7 separate regions of the Mus musculus genome follow, and regions 1, 2, 3, 5, 6 and 7 are each linked to region 4. Evidence: chromatin contacts called from public promoter capture Hi-C data. All regions are on one chromosome and are shown on one strand. The core of a region is the stretch at or near the end of the contact, and the rest is flanking DNA. Distances in the headings are between cores, read along the strand shown.

What was found. Promoter capture Hi-C pulls out the DNA fragments that hold promoters and counts their contacts.
Region 1: a promoter capture Hi-C map of liver shows a contact between it and region 4, with 2.2 times the contacts expected there. The contact joins the promoter of Ndufaf7 here to the promoter of Thumpd2 in region 4. A contact is called at or near these places in 2 of 39 promoter capture datasets (liver and pre-B cells).
Region 2: a promoter capture Hi-C map of embryonic stem cells shows a contact between it and region 4, with 8 times the contacts expected there. The contact joins the promoter of Pkdcc here to the promoter of Thumpd2 in region 4. A contact is called at or near these places in 12 of 39 promoter capture datasets (the 3T3-L1 cell line, 3T3-L1-derived adipocytes, cranial neural crest and 7 more), 1 of 15 datasets of contacts at CTCF or cohesin (large pre-B cells), 1 of 484 Hi-C or Micro-C datasets (embryonic stem cells) and 2 of 115 datasets of contacts at active chromatin or transcription factors (embryonic forebrain and embryonic stem cells).
Region 3: a contact with region 4 is called in a promoter capture Hi-C map of hippocampal neurons, with 5 times the contacts expected there. The contact joins the enhancer-like site here to the promoter of Thumpd2 in region 4. A contact is called at or near these places in 3 of 39 promoter capture datasets (the 3T3-L1 cell line, embryonic stem cells and hippocampal neurons) and 1 of 115 datasets of contacts at active chromatin or transcription factors (extraembryonic endoderm stem cells).
Region 5: a contact with region 4 is called in a promoter capture Hi-C map of embryonic stem cells, with 6 times the contacts expected there. The contact joins the promoter of Eml4 here to the promoter of Thumpd2 in region 4. A contact is called at or near these places in 2 of 39 promoter capture datasets (embryonic stem cells and hippocampal neurons), 1 of 115 datasets of contacts at active chromatin or transcription factors (astrocytes) and 1 of 9 other capture datasets (embryonic stem cells).
Region 6: a promoter capture Hi-C map of pre-B cells shows a contact between it and region 4, with 5 times the contacts expected there. The contact joins the promoter of Prkd3 here to the promoter of Thumpd2 in region 4. A contact is called at or near these places in 2 of 39 promoter capture datasets (liver and pre-B cells).
Region 7: a contact with region 4 is called in a promoter capture Hi-C map of hippocampal neurons, with 8 times the contacts expected there. The contact joins the enhancer-like site here to the promoter of Thumpd2 in region 4. A contact is called at or near these places in 6 of 39 promoter capture datasets (the 3T3-L1 cell line, cranial neural crest, embryonic stem cells and 2 more) and 1 of 9 other capture datasets (embryonic stem cells).

The regions. Positions count from the first base shown.
Region 1 is chr17:78,935,745-78,938,444 of GRCm38.p6, reverse strand. It overlaps Ndufaf7 (NADH:ubiquinone oxidoreductase complex assembly factor 7), which reads right to left and starts at 1,310. Exons shown (of 10, transcript NM_028611.3): 1 at 1,244-1,310; 2 at 791-954. The coding sequence starts at 1,280. It overlaps Cebpz (CCAAT/enhancer binding protein zeta), which reads left to right and starts at 1,375. Exons shown (of 16, transcript NM_001024806.2): 1 at 1,375-1,570; 2 at 2,378-2,700. The coding sequence starts at 1,415.
Region 2 is chr17:83,213,836-83,216,535 of GRCm38.p6, reverse strand. It overlaps Pkdcc (protein kinase domain containing, cytoplasmic), which reads right to left and starts at 1,253. Exons shown (of 7, transcript NM_134117.2): 1 at 432-1,253. The coding sequence starts at 1,070. It overlaps Gm34686 (a long non-coding RNA gene), which reads left to right and starts at 1,402. Exons shown (of 3, transcript XR_001782234.2): 1 at 1,402-2,700.
Region 3 is chr17:83,322,592-83,325,291 of GRCm38.p6, reverse strand. No RefSeq gene overlaps it. Among named protein-coding and RNA genes, the nearest start is that of Eml4, 27 kb to the left of the region's middle. Within about 2 kb of position 1,266, at least 147 of the 459 cell types and tissues checked have an H3K27ac peak or open chromatin away from gene starts, as enhancers often do. A contact at or near this core is called in extraembryonic endoderm stem cells and hippocampal neurons, where this site is marked.
Region 4 is chr17:81,063,514-81,066,356 of GRCm38.p6, reverse strand. It overlaps Thumpd2 (THUMP domain containing 2), which reads left to right and starts at 1,272. Exons shown (of 10, transcript NM_028138.1): 1 at 1,272-1,422. The coding sequence starts at 1,297.
Region 5 is chr17:83,349,657-83,352,356 of GRCm38.p6, reverse strand. Eml4 (echinoderm microtubule associated protein like 4) reads right to left here and starts at 1,416. Exons shown (of 23, transcript NM_001379374.1): 1 at 1,118-1,416. The coding sequence starts at 1,142.
Region 6 is chr17:79,019,547-79,022,296 of GRCm38.p6, reverse strand. Prkd3 (protein kinase D3) reads left to right here and starts at 1,481. Exons shown (of 19, transcript NM_001171004.1): 1 at 1,481-1,612.
Region 7 is chr17:83,121,817-83,124,516 of GRCm38.p6, reverse strand. No RefSeq gene overlaps it. Among named protein-coding and RNA genes, the nearest start is that of Gm41631, 5.2 kb to the left of the region's middle. Within about 2 kb of position 1,431, at least 92 of the 459 cell types and tissues checked have an H3K27ac peak or open chromatin away from gene starts, as enhancers often do. A contact at or near this core is called in hippocampal neurons, where this site is marked.

The sequences.
Region 1 (2,700 bases), core at 61-2,560, 2.1 Mb after region 4:
TATTTACCAAGAAAGTTCTCTCTTCTGAAGTAACCAAGATAAGGACAGAGTCTTTACCTAAATTTTACATAGTAGTAGTCATTTTGCAAAACTCACCAAACAGCAATTACTCAAGTAGAAGGGCTGCAGACAAGATCATCTCTCTACTCCTTGCCCTCTCCCACTCTTCCATACCAATGCAAAGTCTCACTTTCTTCTCATTTTAGTTCTCCCTGGCATCCATTCAGTCTATTCAAACAGTGTCTTCACTGACTTCTCTCTCCAAAGACTCCCAACCCAAAACTAAATCCAGTGCTTTTTTTTTTTTTTAAATAAGACAACAATTACGTTTCTTACAAGGCTTAATTATCTGGGGAGAAGACTTTGTCTTAACTTCATATCCCAAGTTTTACCATAATGCTTAACCTTCAAGAAAGACTCAAAGCTTTCTTTTAGCCAGGCAGGTGAAGACCACCTAGAATCCCAGCACTCAGGAGGGTAAATAAGAAGATGCTGCAAGTTCAAGGTCAACCTCATACATACAGCGTTTCCCTTATACAAACAGCAGAAATCCACAACCCCGGTTAGAAAATCAGCATTCCTTTAACTCAGGAAAATTAAATTACATTCTGTCACCTAAACTCCGCAGGAATTTGTCATGACCTCTTTTTTGGCACTGCCCTTTAACGCAAATGACAGATAAGACTATATTCCAAGGACTTCGGCGGTGGCTCAACACCTGATGGCTCTAGAGGCCTTCGGGCTCCTCTGTGTACACACACTGGGTGGTTCACGCTCCCCCTACGTTTACCTTGGCTGGGTTAGTCAAAACCTCCTTCATGTACTCGGCCACAGTGATGGGACCTGTAGACTTTATTTTGTACATAAGATGCCGCAGCATCGGTGTCACCTGGTTGCTTTCTGCCGGCTCATTCCCGGAGCTGTAGCATTTCCCTCTCCAAATACAGGGAAGGCCTGAAAAGCACGATTAAGCACCGCCCGCATTAGATATCTCCATTTCATTTACACGCGCAGCAAGCAGCCTAAAGCTTGTAAGGATGCCTCGTTCATCACTAACTTCGCCCCAACGTCAGGACCCGATGGAGGCAAGGCATGCACCGAACCCATGACTACAAGCCCCTCCACACAGCTAAGCCTCTCTGTGGACCAGCTTCCTGCTCCAGCCCCAGGTGAGCAACGGAGGGACCAAGGAGCCGCGCCATACGGTTTCCATGGAAACAGGATCCTGCAAGGGGACTCTCACCCGCGCGGGCCACGCAGCGTCTCACCAAAGCATTCATTCCTACACCCCGAGGCCAGGCTCCGCCCCGGAGGCGGGGTTTAAACGGTATTTCCTGAATCGCCCTCGCAATAGGAAGTGCGTCACCGTAAAGCGGAAGTAAGCTCCGGGCTGCACTCGCGTGTCCAGCCCGCCATGTCGGCCGACCAGGAACCTGTGGCGTTCCTTGCCAAGCAGCCCTGGCGTCCCAAACAGGTGACAGAAGATCCGGATGAGGAAGACGAGGAGGATGGCGATGAGGGCAAGAATGGCTTCTCCCTGGAGGAGGTGTTACGCCTCGGAGGCACAAAGGTAAGGGCCGCAGGCTCTGGGGAAGGGGATGCTCACGGCTGCCGGGAAGGTGGGACCCGCAGCCCAGCCTCCGACCTGCTCTGAGAGCTTCCCACGCATTTACTGTTACCGCGCTTCAGTGGGAAAAAAAACAGTTCGGCTTGCATGTTTTCTCCTGGGTTTATGCCTCGTTAAAATGTAGGCGATCGGATTCTAACCACGTGGGCAAATGTTTTGAACACGACCGTATGTGTAATCTACATCTGCTAGGTTAAAAGGTTGGATTGAAGTCGCTAAAAGAACCTGCCAGTTTACATTAGCCTTTTATGAAAGTGCCTCTTCCTCCCTACACTACCTCATAAAGTACTTTCTATTATTGGAAGGAGTGTTGTATGTTTGTTGGTACACTCGTGTGGAAGTCAGAGGACAACTTTGGAATCGATTCTCTCTTTTATGTGACTTCCGAGGATCGGACCTAAATCACCAGGCTCCTTGGCATAGACTTGACCCACTGAGCCATCCCCTGCCCACTCAGATAAACCTTTAACCTTGCTCACCTGATGCATTACGAGTGCCTAGATCATTGCGATTTTCACTGGATTTTGTGACTGTCAGCTTGAGAATCTTTTCATATCTTGAAGAAGGTTCTTCAAAAGCCTTTTCCCTATTGTGTACCTATCTTTGGCACATTTTCCTGTTGGATATCTGTGAGTTTGCCAGATAATAGTGTAATAATTCATATGTGATGGTTTTTAAAAATGAAGTTCTTACTGAATTTCTGGGTTTGTAATACGGCCTTTTTTTTTTTTTTTTAATGTGTTTCTACAGCAAGATTACCTTATGCTGGCTACTTTGGATGAAAATGAGGAAGTGGTGGATGGGGGCAAAAAGGGAACCATTGACGACCTTCAACAAGGTGAACTGGAGTCATTTATTCAGAATCTGAATTTGGCCAAATACTCAAAGTCTTTGATTGAAGAAGATGAACCAGAGAAAAAGGAAAACACCAGCAAAAAAGAAGCAAAACTACTGAAGGTGGAGAATAAAAAACAAAAAGCAACAGAAGGAAAAAAGACATCGGAAAAGAAGGTGAAAAATAAGACTGTACCAGAACAGCGTCCTGAGAGCTGTCCCGTCTCCAAAGCAAAGAA
Region 2 (2,700 bases), core at 4-2,503, 2.2 Mb before region 4:
TGGACTTTGAAAAAAGTATGGTTCAGGCTCTACCAATATGGGGGATCCTATTTCTGCATCTGGGAGCTGACTGAAGCTGGATGTTGGAGTTGGACCTGAGGTCACTATGACTGGAGATAATACTCCACCAGCTTTAGCCAGCAGCAGGGTCCTCTGTGGTCACAACTCCTAATCACTGCCTTATCACCAGCTTGGGACCCTTCTGGTCCTTGCCTCTGTCTTTACGGGATGCGTTTAAGCTGGTACAGGGTTCTACCCAAAGGGTGAGAGACCCCGGCAGGGTGGTGCTGAGTGTGGTTCCCTAATCTGGGTTCTGCACCTAGCTGCAACTGGGCAGTCTTGGACGCCCTGAGACTTATTTACTCCGTAAGACCAAGGAGTCTTTCAGAGTGGCCAGCCAGCCCCCTCATCCCGGAACCCCACTGTCGTACCTGCAGCACGTTGGGGTGCCGCAGCCGCTCCAGCAGCACCATCTCTTTGAGCAGCTTGTGGGCCGCCAGGCGATAGCAGCCCCTTCGCGCCCCGAACTCGCGCACGCAGCTGCCCAGATCGTGGCCGCTGAAGTCCACTGCTTTAAGCGCCACCGCGGCGCCGCCGGGCAGGCGGACCCGGTACACAGCCTTAGTGTAGCCTGAGCCCACGTACTGCGCGCCAGACACGTTGCGGAGCGCGGCGCAGCCTAGGCGCGGGCCCGGGCCGGGGGAGCCCGGGCCGGGAGCAGGGGGCCAGCCCGGAGCGCCGTCGGGCGGGGACCGGACCCGCGGGGGCCGGGGACGCTGCAGGCCCGGCCCGCCCGGAGCCAGGTCCATCAGGCGCCGCCGCTCTGGCCGGCCCGCTCCCGGCCCCGGCCCCCCGCGGGAATAGCGCTGCACCTCCTCGTAGCGCTCCCGGATCTGCCGGGCCAGCTCCCCACGGCCCCCGCGACGGCCCGGGCCCGGGGCTGCCGAGGACCCCGGGGACTGGCCTGGCCGCGGAGGCTCCGAGCCCGGTGCGAAGAGCACGTTGAGGACGGAGCCCAGCAGGAAGGAGGCGCAGAAACCAGCGGCCACGGCCGCCCGCCGGCGCCGCATCGCTCCCCTCCCCCCGGCCGGCCGCGCGCCGCTCCCCGGCCCCGGCCCCGGCCCCGGCCCCGGGCGGCTCAGGCTCCGAGGCGACTCGGCTTCGCGCCGCGCCGGCCCCCTGCCCAGCCCGCGCGCATGGCCCGGGCAGCCCCGACCCCGGCCCCCGGCGGGCGGCACATCGGCCTGACACTTGCCTCCCTCCCGCCCTGCCCCCGCCGCTTATAAGGCCCGGAGCCACCCCCGCGCCCGCCCCTCCGCCAGCGCCTCCCCGCGCCCGGCCGAGCCAGTCCTCGGCGCCGCCCCCTCTGGCCGCCCGGGCCGGCCTTCCCCGCTGACTGACAGCGGGACCTCCTCCCGCGGCCAGCCGGGCCTGGGAAGCGGCGCGGAGGCGGCTCCGGCCCTGCCCGGCGCGCGGCCCCCCGAGCTCGGGTTGGGGAGCGGGGGAGGGGGAGGGGGCGGCCGCGCGCAGGGCTTCCAAGCCCGAGGCCAGGCTGGATAACGGGACCCGGAGGCCGAAAGCGGAGCTGGCCGACCTGGTGCGGGGAGTTGGAGGGGCGAGGCCGGCGGGTAACGGGCTCCAAGGGGCAAGCCGCCAAGGCCCGGGTGCGGGGATCTCAGGGGTACACGCTGCCTCCTGGGGGAGGTGGGGAGTCGGGGCTGCAGTGCAGTGCGCAGGGGTTCCTCCTTCTGCGGGTGAGGCTGCTCTGGGACAGCCCGGGTTCAGGGTGTGATGAAGGGCGGCGCACTGGGGAGGCTGCCCCGCACCTGCGAGAGCGCGAGGGGTGGGGACTGTGGTCTCAGAGTTAATCAGGAGGTTTCGGAAGAATTCTTTTTTTTTTTCAACTGTCTTCTACCAGGACTTTCTGATTTTCCTGGTTCCCGAATCCCCACATCTCGACAACACAGCTCCATCCCCATCCCCGAGAACCTCGATCTTTGACCCGCCAGTAGGGGGTCGGAACCGTATACAGCGAGTGCATTAGTGTCCACGCACATCTGTCTGTGGAATGTGTGCATCCGCATGTCCCGAGGGGCTACTGTGTCTCTAGGATGGGAGTGAGTGTGTGCCCTGTGTGTTAGTGCTGACTCCATCAGAACTTCTGGTCCCTCCTCCTCCCTCCCTGATTGCATCATTAGTGCTAATTGAGGGGCTTTCACACGCCAGTGCATTAGCTGTTTGGAGTGAGCTCCCCCCTCCTGCGAGATAAGCTGCCGCCCCTCCCCCTCGTGGCTCTCCACTTCCCTAGGGCACTGAAACTGTCCACCGAGGTCGTCTCACTTCCTCAGGCTCCCTCCTGCTTTGCTCTGGGCAGGAAAAAGTTATCTCTCTTCCTGCAGTGCCGTGGATTCGGCTGGAGCGACGGCATATGGGGTAAAATTTAGGGGCTGGAGAAAGAATCCAGAGCCGCCTTTCTGAGGGGCTTTCTAGGAAGGAGGGGTTTTCCCTCAAGAGGTCTCCTGTTCCTATCCAACGCAGGGAGGAACTCTGTGACAGGGAATAAAACTTGCGGCTAGCTCTTTTGGAAGTTCAGCCTGTGATCGCACTGAGGTAGGCCTTCTGGCTCTGACTGACTTCTTGGTCCCCTAAAACTCAGAAAGTGGGGACCATGCTGAGTTATTCGTCATGGGAAAGGCAGGT
Region 3 (2,700 bases), core at 17-2,516, 2.3 Mb before region 4:
GCACTTCTCAGGGAGCAGAGGGATCCCCCAAGACGACTGGATCTTAAGAGCAGAGTTGATTTTAATGCACACAGTTTGTCCTCCTGAGTTTAATAATCAGATAGATGATGCTCAGCCCAGGGAAGGAAAGGGACCGTTAGGGCCCCTGGAATGATGCTGAGCAGCCCTGGAATGATGCTGAGCGGCCCCGGAGCGATGCTGAGCGGTCCGGGAGTGATGCTGAGCGATTCTCCCGTGGAAAGTCCGTTCTCCTCCAAGAAAGACAAGGTCATTAAAGGAAGGGAGGAGATCTTTGATGCGTGGTATTTTGGATGGAAAATGCAATGCAGAACATGAATATAGCAAAATCTCCTGTAAATTTTTAAGAGGACATAACAAACTATATTAATAACAATATATAAAAACCAGTCACTACAGATATGCTTTTGGAGTATATTGAAAATGAGGAAACCTTGATTCTCTTTACCTACCCCCTTTTGTCTACTGTTTTAGTATTTACCCAACGTGTATATTACTTTTATTTCTGAAAATGCTGCTAAGGGCTATTGAGACCATGAGACTGAGAACCACTACTGAGGGTTTTTTTTTTTTTTTAATAGCTCTCTGGGAAAAAAAGTATAATAAGTGTTATTTTAAAAAATACAAACAAGATAGCGTTAAAAAAGTTCTCTCTCTAGCTTTGGGAATCCTAATGAACTATAATCACAGAGACGCCAGACTAGTCAAAATTGGAAGAAAGAGCTATAATCACAGGAAAAGAACTCTCTCCACAATTTGAAGGATCCCAGAAAAAGCAGCCGTAATGACAGCGGGGCTGACTTCAGGAAAAGCAGAAACAGGAGCAGCTGCGGTGGCGCCTAGAGTGGGTGGGATGCGTGGCAACGCGGAGTGACACGGGAGAGCACTAACTGCCTACCACCCAGGACCCAAGGACCCCCAGGGAGGGAGGACGGAATATCTAAAGTGTAAATCAACAGGACTGGAGTCTAGGAGAAAACGCTGAAGTGGTTATGACTCATGACCACATTGGACCTCTCGGCTAGGGTGACCTGGGAGACACACGGTCACGGTTGTGTAACTGAAGCGCTGGAAGCACGGTGAGGCAGCTTCCTGCAGCCCCAGGTGGTCAAAAGGCCCGTGTGACTGAGCCTGTAAGGAGGGCCAGCCTTGGACATCTCTCCTTGTATTTGCCTAAGCTCCAGCAGTGAACTCATTACAAGGCATGCATGTGGCCTAATTCCTTGTCCCATTCTGTCACCAGAACAGACCTTGTAAGAGAATTCCAAAGTACAGTGAACTCATGTTGCAATCTTCACAGATCACAGACTAGGTACTTTAGGACCCAAATTCCTTAAACAGCTCTGTTTTACTACAGACTTCACATTCCAGCCCGTTGTTTGAAGTGCTCGCAGCTGCCCATGCAAGGCCTTTCGGACTGTTCTTGGGCCATGAAGTGCCCAAGAACAAAGATGTTTCTTAAACTTCCCTACTCACAAAACGAAAGCAGCCATTATATAACGAAGCTCGGAGCTCCAGGGCTGAGCAGCCCCTGAAGATCGCCCTGCTCGAGGTCACTCGGGCAGACACAGAGAAAATAAAGGGGGAAAAATTCTCAGGCAGGAAAATGAGTGTGAGGATTAGTCAGCAGTGAGATGGGCCCCTACGTCCACGAGGTTGTAACTTTATCTTGACAACATGGTCTTTCCTGGAAGAGACTTGAGCAGCGAATTTATCATTTTATAATTTGTGGCTTAAATTTGAGCCATACACCAAGCAGCTGTGTTGGTGTGAGGCACTTTGGACTCCTTCTAAAGCCCAGGAGACAGAAAGAGACCACTTCAAACTTGAAGCCCTCAAACTCCTCAGCGGGTTGGTTAACTGTGGGCGCATCAAGGGCAGGGTTTCTGCATTGGTTTTTCTTAGGAAATGTATGGAACCTGGACCTCGTGCCTTTGTGTCTTTGTTTGTTTTAGATTTGGGGAGAGAGCAGACTGTGATAGTTGGAGCCTGGAAGGGGGGGTGGGGAGGGGCCGCTCCGATCTGGTGACAGCGGGTTTTCATATATTCCAGGGTCCCTCTGGGAAATGAGAAGTTGGAAGCGGAGAGGGGGGAAATGGGTGGAGAAATGGGAAGCCAAGGGAAGGGAGGAGTGCCAGAGATAACTGCTGACTTCACAGTTTTCCACCGGGGCCTGCCCTGCCTACCTCTGTTGACATCAAAGCTTTCCCAGCGCCTTTGCGTGCCTGCTCAGTCGGCCCTGCCTGCTGCCACCCGGGGAAGAACTGGCGGCTAGCCCTGCAACAAAGCGGAGGACAAATTTTCTGCAACGAATCTCTCATCAAAAAAAACACCCGCCCCCTTCCAGTTCTGTGCAATAGCCCTGCATCGCCAGGCCGGGGGTTCAATAGTCCGCCTTGTACAAAGACAGCTTTAACAGGGAGGTCTCCAAGAACGTGGGCAGCTTCCCAAGGTGTCTCACGGGTTCTGGGCAGCGCTGTCTGTCTGTGGGCCGATGGGTGTGTCTTTTGCAATCCAGTTGGGGCGCCTGGATTTGGGAAGTCTTGGCTCCTCTCCCCAGAGCGATGCAGGGCATCGGATTATTGCTGGCATCTGAGCTCCAGCGCCGGCTGCCATTCCATCTCTTTTCTCTGCTCCCCCTGCTAGGCTTTGCATGTTTTTATCCCCTTCTCTAGTTTTCCC
Region 4 (2,843 bases), core at 23-2,522:
CAGCACCAAACTAACTTATTACCTACCGAGAGTAAGCCTGTGTATGACTATGGTATCCGGATGAATGAAACTATCATCTCCCCAGGAATTTCGCAGCCTAAAACATCTGCATTCTGATAGTCAATTGCATGCATTAAACACCTTTGAAATTAAGGGAATCGACAATCACATCAAAACAGGGAGAAACTGTGAAGCAAATGTCTCACAGCTACTCCAGTTTAAATGTGCATCTTGAGGTGAGATAAAAATGACTAAAATTTATTATAGAAATATACAGAACTGACAAACATGAAAGAGAATTAAAGTCTGTCCGTTCTAAAATTGTTTCTGTTGACTTCCAACTTCCTCGATGTTGAATAAGTAATATTCAAATGGCAGATTGCAGCTGGGTAAGTTAAATTCATCTGAAGGCATCTGAGACTATTTTTTTAGTACAGACTATGTATGTATGTGTGTATGCACGCACATGTATGTATATGCAGGAAAATATGTGTGCGGCGTACATGTGCATGTGTACACATAGAGGCCAGAAGACAACCTCAGGTATCCTTCCTCAGGTGTTGTCCCTCTTTTATTTTTAATTTTTGGGGACAGGTCTAGGGTGAGCCACCAAATGAAACAACTTAGAGCTGACCTTTGGAAACGCTCAGGTGACGGGACTCCATAAGGAACTTGGCTCTACTGCCCCAACCCTTCAGGAGCTGACCACTGGTTAAGGGGCAAGAGAATGTCAGTTACCCACTGGCATTCATTTCTGGACCTGGAGAAATATTCCTCTAACAGTTTCTAATATCTGATTCAATATAGAACTACATAGCTAATTTAATGTTGTTGAATTAGAGATAGATTTTTATTCTATCTATATCAAATTTTGTCATTTTAAAACTCAAGAGGTTTTTCTTTAAAAAAAAAAAAAACCATTCAAATACCGTCACTAGCTCAAATCGATTAGACTAAACTGGATGGCACATTCATTATTTACCTATGTGATTGGCCAGATTCAAGAAATGTAACAAGTGTCGGGAACACAAAGACATTTTGCTGGAGAACAAGAATTTCTTCTCTTGATCCTGAGTTCACCGGTTCGGCCCAGTCTTAGATGAAGACAGTAAGGACAGCATCCCCAGGACCCTTGACAATCAGAGATGCCTGGCTGCAGGAGGCTCGCTGTAGTTTCCGGGACGCCCCATAGAGGGCGGGCCTGCAAAGGCGACGCTCCGGTGCGCGTTCCACTGAAGGCTCCCAGGCGCGCTCCCGAGCTCACGTGACCGGGTCTCGGGGTCGCGCCTGAGCGCCATGGCTGTAGCCCAGGCAGACCCGGGTTCTGACCCCGCTGGCGGCGCCCGGTTCTTCTGCACCGCGGGCCGCGGCCTGGAGCCGTTCTTGATGCGGGAGGTGCGCGCGCGGCTGGAAGCCACGCAGGTGAGTCGGGCTCACCGTGCTCGGGGGGAGCCACGCTCGCCCCGGGTCCCCTCTTGGCACCAGCGTGGGGCTCAGGCCCGGGAAGGACTTGTGAGCACCCCATCCTTGGCGTGCAGTGGGCCCCATCCGGGACCTTTGATGACTGCTGAGAGCAACCGGCTGCTCTGGTGGTTTCGTTCTTTATCCAGTATGGTCACTGTATATCTGTCACAGCCAAAGTTTTAAACAGAGGGGTGCGGAAGCCACTTTTGTCTGGGATTCCTTAAAAAGAAACTATGACATGGCAATAGCTAGAGTTAGAATCCTTCCTTTATACCTTAAATGCAGATATACTTCCCGGGCTTACTTGTTTGAGTCTTGTTACTTGACAAGCTTGGGTTTTACATTGTAGGAGGACTGTGAGACATGCCCAGTACACCCACAACACACGTGGTAAACAGAAGCTAGAACAAGAACTCTCCCCTGCTACCCGTGCGTTTCAATGAGTGACTAGTGAACAAATTCCAAACGTACCAGGATGTGCAAACTGAGTTCTTGAAAACACAGGGAAAGGATGTAATAGGATAGGTCGGGACTTTTGTGTGTGACATGTTCTTGGAAAGGGGAAGCTTGCTAAAACCAAACTAGCTGTTCGCCTCTGGGGAGCAGTGTTCGAAGCCCACAAAAGGAGTCTCTGCCACGGTGAGGATCCAGATGGAGATGGTGGAGATGCAGATGGAGATGATAGAGGTGCAGGTGCAGTGGGGAGAGTTGCCAAGACTAGCATTTAATCTAAATAAATTTAATCTAAATTAAATATCTAAATAATAACCTCCGCATTCATCAAGGATTTAAAGTTTGTTGGGTTTTTTTGTTTGTTTGTTTTGGTTTTAATTGTGTGTGTTCTCATACTAGTGAAAGCGTGAACCATCAGCTCATCTCCCTGGAGCTGGAGTAACTGGTGATTGTGGGCTGCCCTGCGTGGGTGCTAGGATGCAAACATGGTTCCTCTACAAGACTAATACCCAGTCTTAACCAGGTGAATCCAGTGATGTATTCAAGTTACACAATTACAAAATGATGTTGGTGATATTCAGATTCTGAAATCAAGCATAACTATATAATGTCCAACCCAGCCACATGTGGGCATATACATGTTGCAGGGCACTTGATCACACTGTGAACCCCAAGATTGTGCTATTTACTGAAAAAACAAAAACAAACAAACATGTTTCTATTTGTGGTCTGGCTCAGCCCTTAGCACATACCTTTAATCCATCTGGCTGGAATACAGGCATGCCCTTAGCACACATCTTTAAGCCCAAACAATGAAAGTCAAGTTAGTTTGTAGAAGGAGGCAGCCATGTTTGAAAGTGATGTCTAATTGAATGGCAGACAAGGTGACGAATCAGAGAAAGATTTCACAGAACAAGGACATGCCC
Region 5 (2,700 bases), core at 167-2,666, 2.3 Mb before region 4:
CCAGATGGTTTGCTGATCAGTGAACATTAACTAACTAGAGATTTATTATCACGAAATGGAAAAAGAAAAGCATCCGACTATACACGCTACTACCACATAAACTAGTCAAATATACAAATCAAACCCAGTCGCTGGTATCACATAACCGCAGTATCAGCAAAAACAGAATCGTTTCTCTCACCGTAACACTGAAATCTCTACAGTAACTGGATTCCAGTGGCCTCAAAGAATAGCCATTCCAGACACAGGTACTGGTTACCCTGGAGTTCTGTTCCTCAAGTCAGTCACAACATTTAGCACCTGTACTCTGGTTAAATGGAACACTGAGAAAACACTTCAGCCAACAGGATACCCTATCCCTTTCTCTCCATTCCACAAAGACAGCATATTCCAAAAATGGAGAATCCTTTCTTTTCCGATTGAGGCCCCCTCTTATGGGTTCATTGGGCAGGATTACTTCTCTCCAGCACGCATGGAGAGCATACTTCTGCTTTCACTCTTAAAGAGGGTCCCCCAACACAGATGCGCCTCTTCCTTCCCTGTATTGAGTAGATGATAATGCTCTCCACCACTGCAAAACGTTCAGGGAAGTGGAGGGAAGCTGTCAGTTACTGAGGGCTACTTAATAAATCTTCAAATATAAAGACTGAAAGGGGTGACTCCAATCCAGAAGTGGGACTGGGGATTCCTACTCCCTCCGGAAAGGCTGCCCCAATCTTGCCTATCATTCCGTTTAAGTGGAGAGATGTACTCTGAGGGAGAGTCTGTATTTGATGAAGGGGTGCCCTGACTTTAACGGGGTGGGGGGGTCAGAAGAAGGTGCTAAGTGTACCGGGAGGGACGTAGCAGCGGCTGGAGGGTCGTTGAGGGGAAGGAGGGCCCCCGCACTGAAGGGGGCTCTGGGAAGAAGGGAGGGTCTGGAGGCGAGGGCTGCATGGGGGGAGGGGCCGCCCGTCCCGGAGGCGGCGGCGGGGCTGCAGCCTCGCGGGGACCATGTGCCGGGAGCGGCGGCCACCCGCAGGGGCAGCCCGGGGAGCAGGGCCCGCGGCGCGCGCGCGCGCAGGAAGCCGGGGTCCCGGGTTACGTACGAGGGGCGCGAGCCCGCGGCCGGACTCACCGAGGCTGCCGGCGAAACCGTCCATCTTGCGGGGACCGCGCCGGGCTCGGGGCTCAGCGGGGCGGGCGCTTCATTCAGCGCCCCGACCGTGCGGCGGCCGCGGGACCTGACCCGCCGGTTCTCAGCGTCGCCCGGCGCGGCTTCCGACTCCCGCCGCCGCCGTCCGCCGGTCAGCCCGTCAGCCCCGAGGGTCAGTCGGTCAATCAGGTTGAGAGCCGCGCCGCCCGCCGCCTGCCCGGCCTCTCTCCCTCTCTCTCTCTCTCTCCTAAGCCGCAGCCGTGAGCGCCGCGCCGCGCCGCGCCGCGCCCCGCCCCCGCGCCCGCGCGCAGCCACGGCTCCGCCCCCGCGCACGCCGTCACGCTTCCGATCCCGCCCCACGTGACGGAACGGGGCGGGGCTTCCCGCGACACGCCCCTCCCTCTCTGCCCTGCCTCCGCAGCCGCAGAGAACTCTTGAGAGTTAGGAGGCTATTGGCTGCTCTTGTGTTCCTGGCCCGGTTTCGCCACCAGGATTCTCCAGCCCGAAACTGGGTCTGAGTGGACGGGGCTCGTGGGTGTCCTGCTGCTAGAAAGCTGACCTGCACTGTGGGATTCTTTCCCTCTGGGAAGCCCGCGGAGCACAGTTCTAGAGTTCTTTTGAAGGGAGGTAACGAGGAGGCTAACGAGTGAGAGGAAAGATTCCCCTTCTTGGGGTTCCCCTCTCCTCTAGTCAGTGAGAATTCTAGGTAGAGACAAGACTTTTTGACCAGCCTGAGGCCATGTCTGCCACAACCGCAGGTTCTAGGACAGAGCACAAGCAAACAATGTTAATGCTGGATGAAAAGAGTTCGTCTTACCCAAGTCTTATGAGGAAAGTGCACGTAAAAGACTGGCTTGGCTTACTCTCCTTTTGTTCTTCCCATCAGGGCACAAAGCCACCGGATAGCCTATCAGGAAACTATAGCACAGACTATTAGTTTTTAAATAAACCTTAGTTCTAGGCTCAAATCTATGAAGTCACCTAACTAAATTTAGGCCTTGCTTTAATTTATTTGCAAATTCAAGTGCTAGACTGTACCTGAGGCTGACCTCTGGCACACGCATGCACAAGCACAACCAAAACTCATCCCATCTTCTTCAACCCTCTAATCTTTTATTATTATTATTTTATTTTTTAAAGATTTTTTTTAAATTTATATGGGTACACTGTCACCCGGTTACAGATGGTTGTGAGTCACCATGTGGTTGCGGGGAATTGAACTCAGGACCTCTGGAAGAGCAGTCAGGGCTCTTAACCGCTGAGCTATATCTCTCCAGCTCTCAACCCTCTGATTTTATCCTCTTTCCTTACAAAGACATTTGAATAGTTTAGGTCCCTTCTAGGTCGATGTGCAGATTAGAGTAACAAAAAACTGTAAGGTGTCTCAGAGACTAAATTAGATATACCTTTTAAAGTAGCTGGGTTAGGAAAAAAATAAGAATGTCTGTTAATAGAGTTGTAGGTTACAAGGAACAAATTGAAGTAAGGAGAGAAGAAATGGGGAACAACAACTGCCATGAAAAGAATTGACAGAATTAAATGGTTGAAAGGATTGTTAAACATCC
Region 6 (2,750 bases), core at 232-2,731, 2.0 Mb after region 4:
GAAAGAAAGAAAGAAAGAGAGAAAGAGAGAAAGAGAGAAAGAGAGAAAGAGAGAAAGAGAGAAAGAGAGAAAGAAAGAAAGAAAGAAAGAAAGAAAGAAAGAAAGAAAGAAAGAAAGAAAGAAAGAAAGAAAGAAAGAAAGAAAGAAAGAAAGAAAGAAAGAAAGAAAGAAAGAAAGAAAGAAGAGAGCAGTTAGGCAAGGGAACGCTTAAGAAGAGGGTACACTGGAATGAATCTGCTTTTAATCTTAAAGTAAAAGAATCACAAAATATATTTAAAGAGTCTCTGTCTCTCTCCCTCTCCTCCCTCCCTCGCTCCCTGCCCTCCACCACCACCATTTTGATCATATTCACAACCCATACCCTACTCAATTGAGCCCCTTCTGAACTGGGCCCTTTCCTTTGACACCTTTTTTGTTTAGTTAGGGTTGCCTGCATTAGTGTGAGTGGTGTCTGGGTAAGACTTTAAGAACAAAGATGTAATCAGATTTAGATTTTAGTGGATGTTGGCAGTTTCCGATTCCAGAGAAATGTCCGAAATGTCCTCCCACCCCTTAACGCTCCCTGTAGAAAAAGATTATACACAGTTTTGTTTTAAAAGCCTCACTCCCTAGGAGACGAGGCTGCAGCTAGTAGTATGGTCAGTGCTTTAGCTCTTCAGTGACCTTGTGAGTGGGTTCGGTCTCCCATTTCTATCCCTGGGGGGGCAGGGAGAGGTCTCACTTATTTCAAATCCAGGACTATCCATTAATATTACAGATTCTGTACCCAGATTAATTCTCCCCTATGTTCTCAAAAGCTGCCCCCCACCCCGCTTTCTGCATCCAGACGAGTGGCCTTTATGACAATATATTTTACTTTGAAGATATAAAACGTCGACGTGGAAGAACTATCTAGTTTTTGTGTCAGTGACTGTACCGCGCAGATGTTTCTCTTTCATCAACTATTTATAATTTAACACACAGGGCTTCTTCTCTCTGAGGTTCCATGACTGTCGACCGCTCTTTTGGTAGAGAGGGCAACGCACCAGTGTTAAGGTGCACAAGAGGAAACACAGGCACGTGCAAGCGGCGTCTCCAAGTTTTGCTGTGGCGCCGGTGAAGGACTGTGTCTGTGTAGCTCTGGGTGTTGGGTGACAGCTGCCCCCGGGAACGCCGAAAGGGACAACTTTGGAAAGGAGGGTCCTCCACTCTGGACGCTGCGTTCAGGTGGTCACCTCTTGTCACCGACTGCCAGCGCCCGCCTAGGGGGACAGCAAAGTGAGAGGTTCGAGTACAGCGCGTCCTTCCAGTCGCGCTCAAGCCCGCGCTCCGAGCGCCCGGTGGGGACCTCTGCGGGTTTGCAGAGCCTCCGCGCGCCCCCTCGGAGCCAGACCCACCAACCGCGCGCGGCGGGGAACTACAGCTCCCGGCAGGCCCCGCGCGGGCCGCGCGCCCCCGCCCGCGCGCCCCGGCCCCCCGCCCTCCGGCCTCGAGACGGGACGGGAGGGAGGGCAGGAGGAAGGGGCGCGGGCGGGCGGGTTCGTGCGAGGCGCGTGAAGCCTCGCTGGCTCCTGCTCCGGGACGCGGACGCTGGCGCGCGCCGACTTTCTCCAGAACAGCCGAGCCCGCCTCTGTAAGTAGTCGCTGGAGGGAGCGCGGAGCAGACACCGAAAAAAGTTCGCGCCGCCGCCGCCGCTGCCGCTTTGTTCTCCCGACCCGTCGGGCTGAGGTGGCGCGGCCCCTCCCCCACCGCATGCGGCGGCCGCGGCGACGGCGGCGGGACTCGGACCCGCGCGGGGCTGGGCGGCGGCCGCGGCTGGGCGGGAAGTCGGGGCGGTGCTCCGCGGGCGGCCGGGGGCGCCGGCGCGGCCAAGTTCCGCGGTCCGCGCCGAGGCCAAGTTGGAGTCGCGCGGCTGCTGCTGGTGACCCACCGCGCCCTGGCCCTCGGGGACCCGCTTTCTCCCGAGCCCCGCCAACTAATCCTGCCGCCGGCGGCACGGTGCAGTGAGCCTTCCCGGTTCTTTGCTGCACTTTTCCTGGTCCTGGGGCTGGAAGGGGCGAGTATCCGGGGTTTGGAGGATAGTGACCCCAGTTTCCTGACTGCCTTTAGGCTTGCCTGTTGCAGCCTCGCTCCAAGTCGTTCTCATTCCCTGGGGGAGCTTCGCCCTGAGTTGAAACATCCGCGAGTGTGGAGCAATAAAATAGTAATAATAATAATAATAATAATGAGCACACACGACATTACTTGATTGCGTGTCGGGTATTTTAGTTCACATCGTCGAAATCAGAAGTATAGGCCGTGCTGTCAGCAAGCACGAATATAAATCAGGCTACAGGCGACCTGCAGACTTTTCCGTACACAGATTGATGGCATGGATGTAACTGTCCCTTCAACCACGCCCGTCCCCACAGGAAATATGACTATCGGTGTCATCTTTGATTAAAGAGGATAAGTTTCAACATGAAGTACTACTTTGTAGGACAGGGCCTTTAAAACCTGTAGGCACAAATGAAGCAACAGTTTGAGATACTTTCATCCATGTCCTAGAAAAACGTTATTACACTAAAAAGTTACTTTTACTCTGTACCTGATGTTGCAGTTTTAGCAGTTTTGATTTTGTTCAGCTGGAGTTTAAACTTTTAATGCCAGGCGGGTAGACAAGCCTACGGATTTGCTTCAAGAAAGCATCCCTGAAGTTGCCAGACTCAGTTCTGAGTAACATTTGCTCTAGAAGAACATTTCCTCTCCCAGTTATAATCTGGGGTGGGAT
Region 7 (2,700 bases), core at 182-2,681, 2.1 Mb before region 4:
ATGAACACCAAGGTCTTTCATCTAAGACTGTTAGAGATGCAGCACACTGCCTAGGGACCCTGCCTGTGACTTTCAGGTTGTAAATAAGTTCCCCATGTGGCCTGAAGTCAGGCCTTGGGTGGGTGGTGCAGGGCACACACCATTGCTCAAGGTCAGACCTAACCCTTTCTCACCTTTGCTACCATTGTTCTTGCCAGAGACACCACCACCAGGGACATTCCATGAATGACACTCAGCACCTTAGTCAGGACGGTCTGAACCGCCTCCACCACTGCCACCACTAAGTTTTGCTGTGCTTTGTAAGCATATGGGCTTTTGGTCTTACTAGAATCTTGACGTGGACAGGTGGTAAGGAGGAAGATAGCAGCGGGGGGAGGGAAGGGGTCAGATGTGGCCAGAGATTAGGGATTTTTCATTAAACTGCCTGTTTAGGTAAGGGCTTTTAGGGGCAAAGCTGCTTTACCTGATAATGGCAGTTTATCTGAATTCCATTCTACTGAAGGAAGCCTCTTTTAATCTTAATTACTGTGGTTAGTAAACCTCTGGGTTTCATCCCAAAGCCTTCCCACCCTGTGGTAAACGGAGCTGCCTGACTCTCAGCTTTAGCTGCTCTGGTCACTTCAGGGGGCAGATATCCTTTGTCATCTGCCCCTTTAGGATGCTTGCAACATTTGGTGAATGTGTGAAGGGCCTTTGGGCCAACTCAGCAAAGGAAGATCTGGCTTGAAGATCCTTGCGGCTCTGCACAGCCAGTCAGGGCAGCAGAGCAGCTCGGGTAGATGTGACTGGAACTCAACCACACTCTCCACCAGCAACCCGAAGTGCAGACTGGGACTCGTGCCACTTGGTCGTTTGGTTAAGTGAGCACTCAGGAGGCAGAGGCAGGCGGATTTCTGAGTTCATGGACAGCCTAGTCTACAAAATGAGTTCCAGGACAGCCAGGGATATAACAGAGAAACCCTGTCTCGTAAAACCAAAAAAAAAAAAAAAAAAAAAAAGTGAGCTCGGTAGAGGCTGGTTAAAGCGGTGATCTTCTGACTTGAGGCATAGTCCAATGGCTGGAGGAGCGGCGTCTCTTGTGGGGGTGGCAATATTGCTCAGGCAGAAGGACAGCTTTGAGGGAACCACCAGAACAAAGGGAGCTAGACAGAAACGTTGGTTGGTTGGTGGTGGTGGTAGGGGCGACTGCCAGGGAGTGGGCCTGAAAGCCTTTAGGGAATCAGTACACCGGGCAAAGGCAGGGAAGGGTTAAAGGGCCTGGGAACTCCTGTTTCCAATCACTTGTCAGTTCGCTTTGCTTATCAGCCAGGATGGGGCCGCGGGGAGAGGCTCCGAGAGCTTTCGGTTCCAAGCTCTTCCCCCGACTCCACACTCTCAAGCTCTCAGCGTTCTCATTCCCTTCCAAGGCTCTCGGCTCAGTCAGGAGGTGGGGGAAGGGATGGAGCTGCGAGGGTTGGGGGAGGGCTTGGAACCCAAGCACAGTTAATGGAGTAGAGTGCAAGTTACTAAATACAGCCCTAGGGGGTGGCAAGGCGGTCGAGTCTCTGCCGTAAACCTTCAATTGGCCCCTCCTTCTCCCACACCGCAGAGAGCCAGACTTGGGGCAGGCTGCTCAGTCCCCCTTACTTAACTCACTTTAGGCCAGCACCCTTCAACACCTTTCGCTTTTACAATGACCACTGAGCCAGACATCTCCACGATGTATTTGTGTCGCTCCTTTGACAAGGCTAATGAAGCATCCTTCACCTCGTGCCAGCCTATTTTCTTTTCTTTTGCGACCAACCCAGGCTTGCCTTGAACTCTTAATTCTTTTGCCTCAGCCTCCTGACGGCTGAAATTAGAAGTGTGTACCACTCTGTCTGGCATCATGCTGGCTTCCCAAGGGGTGGAAAATTTCATTTCTGCCAATTTATAGTTACTAAGCTCCCTGGTTTCGGCCATTAGGAAACTAGTTACATTTTCTTTCTGTATCTCCACTAGAGTTACTAGCTCAAAATATGATGCCCAGGAGAGAGGGCAGAGCAATCGGTCAACCGGATCCAAACCGTGATAGACCTTGACCCCACTCAGGTGCAGTCACATTTGGGTACGGTTACCATAGTAACAACAAATCCTCGGATGGCAAGCTTTTGTTCTGGTTGCTGTCCTGAAGAAAAGCAATGCGCTTGGTGTCTTAAATTGCCCGAATTTGACATTCTAGTAACCAAACTAAAGAAAGGAGAGAGGCAGATGTGTTTCAGCAGACAAGATGTAAATGACGTCAAATGTAAACAGTAGAGCCACTGTTTTGTGCAGAGCATAAGTTGCCTGTCAGAACAGAATTGTGTTCACATATGCTGGGGAGCTAGGTATGTGAGGAACTGTCATAGATAAGAGGTGGGTTAGTCTAGAGTGGGGGATCGGCCAGGAGTGTGGAAGAGACACAAGAGAATTGGTATCCTGTGATGACAGAGGTGAACTCTGGGCTAGAGTCACAGTCTTCCCCTGGCAGAGGATTTGCAAGGCTTTGGTTCTTCCAAGTTTGTACATCCCAGGCTGTTTGGCTCCGTCCAGAATCCATCTTCCAGCTGTCCACTCTGTTTGACTGAAACTTTTTGCATCCTCTAAGCATCCTTCCCTGTCTCCTCGTCAGCTCTAGTTTCTGACTTTCCCGTGGGTTATCTCCCCCACTCCGATCCCTGCATAGACATCTGCATTTAT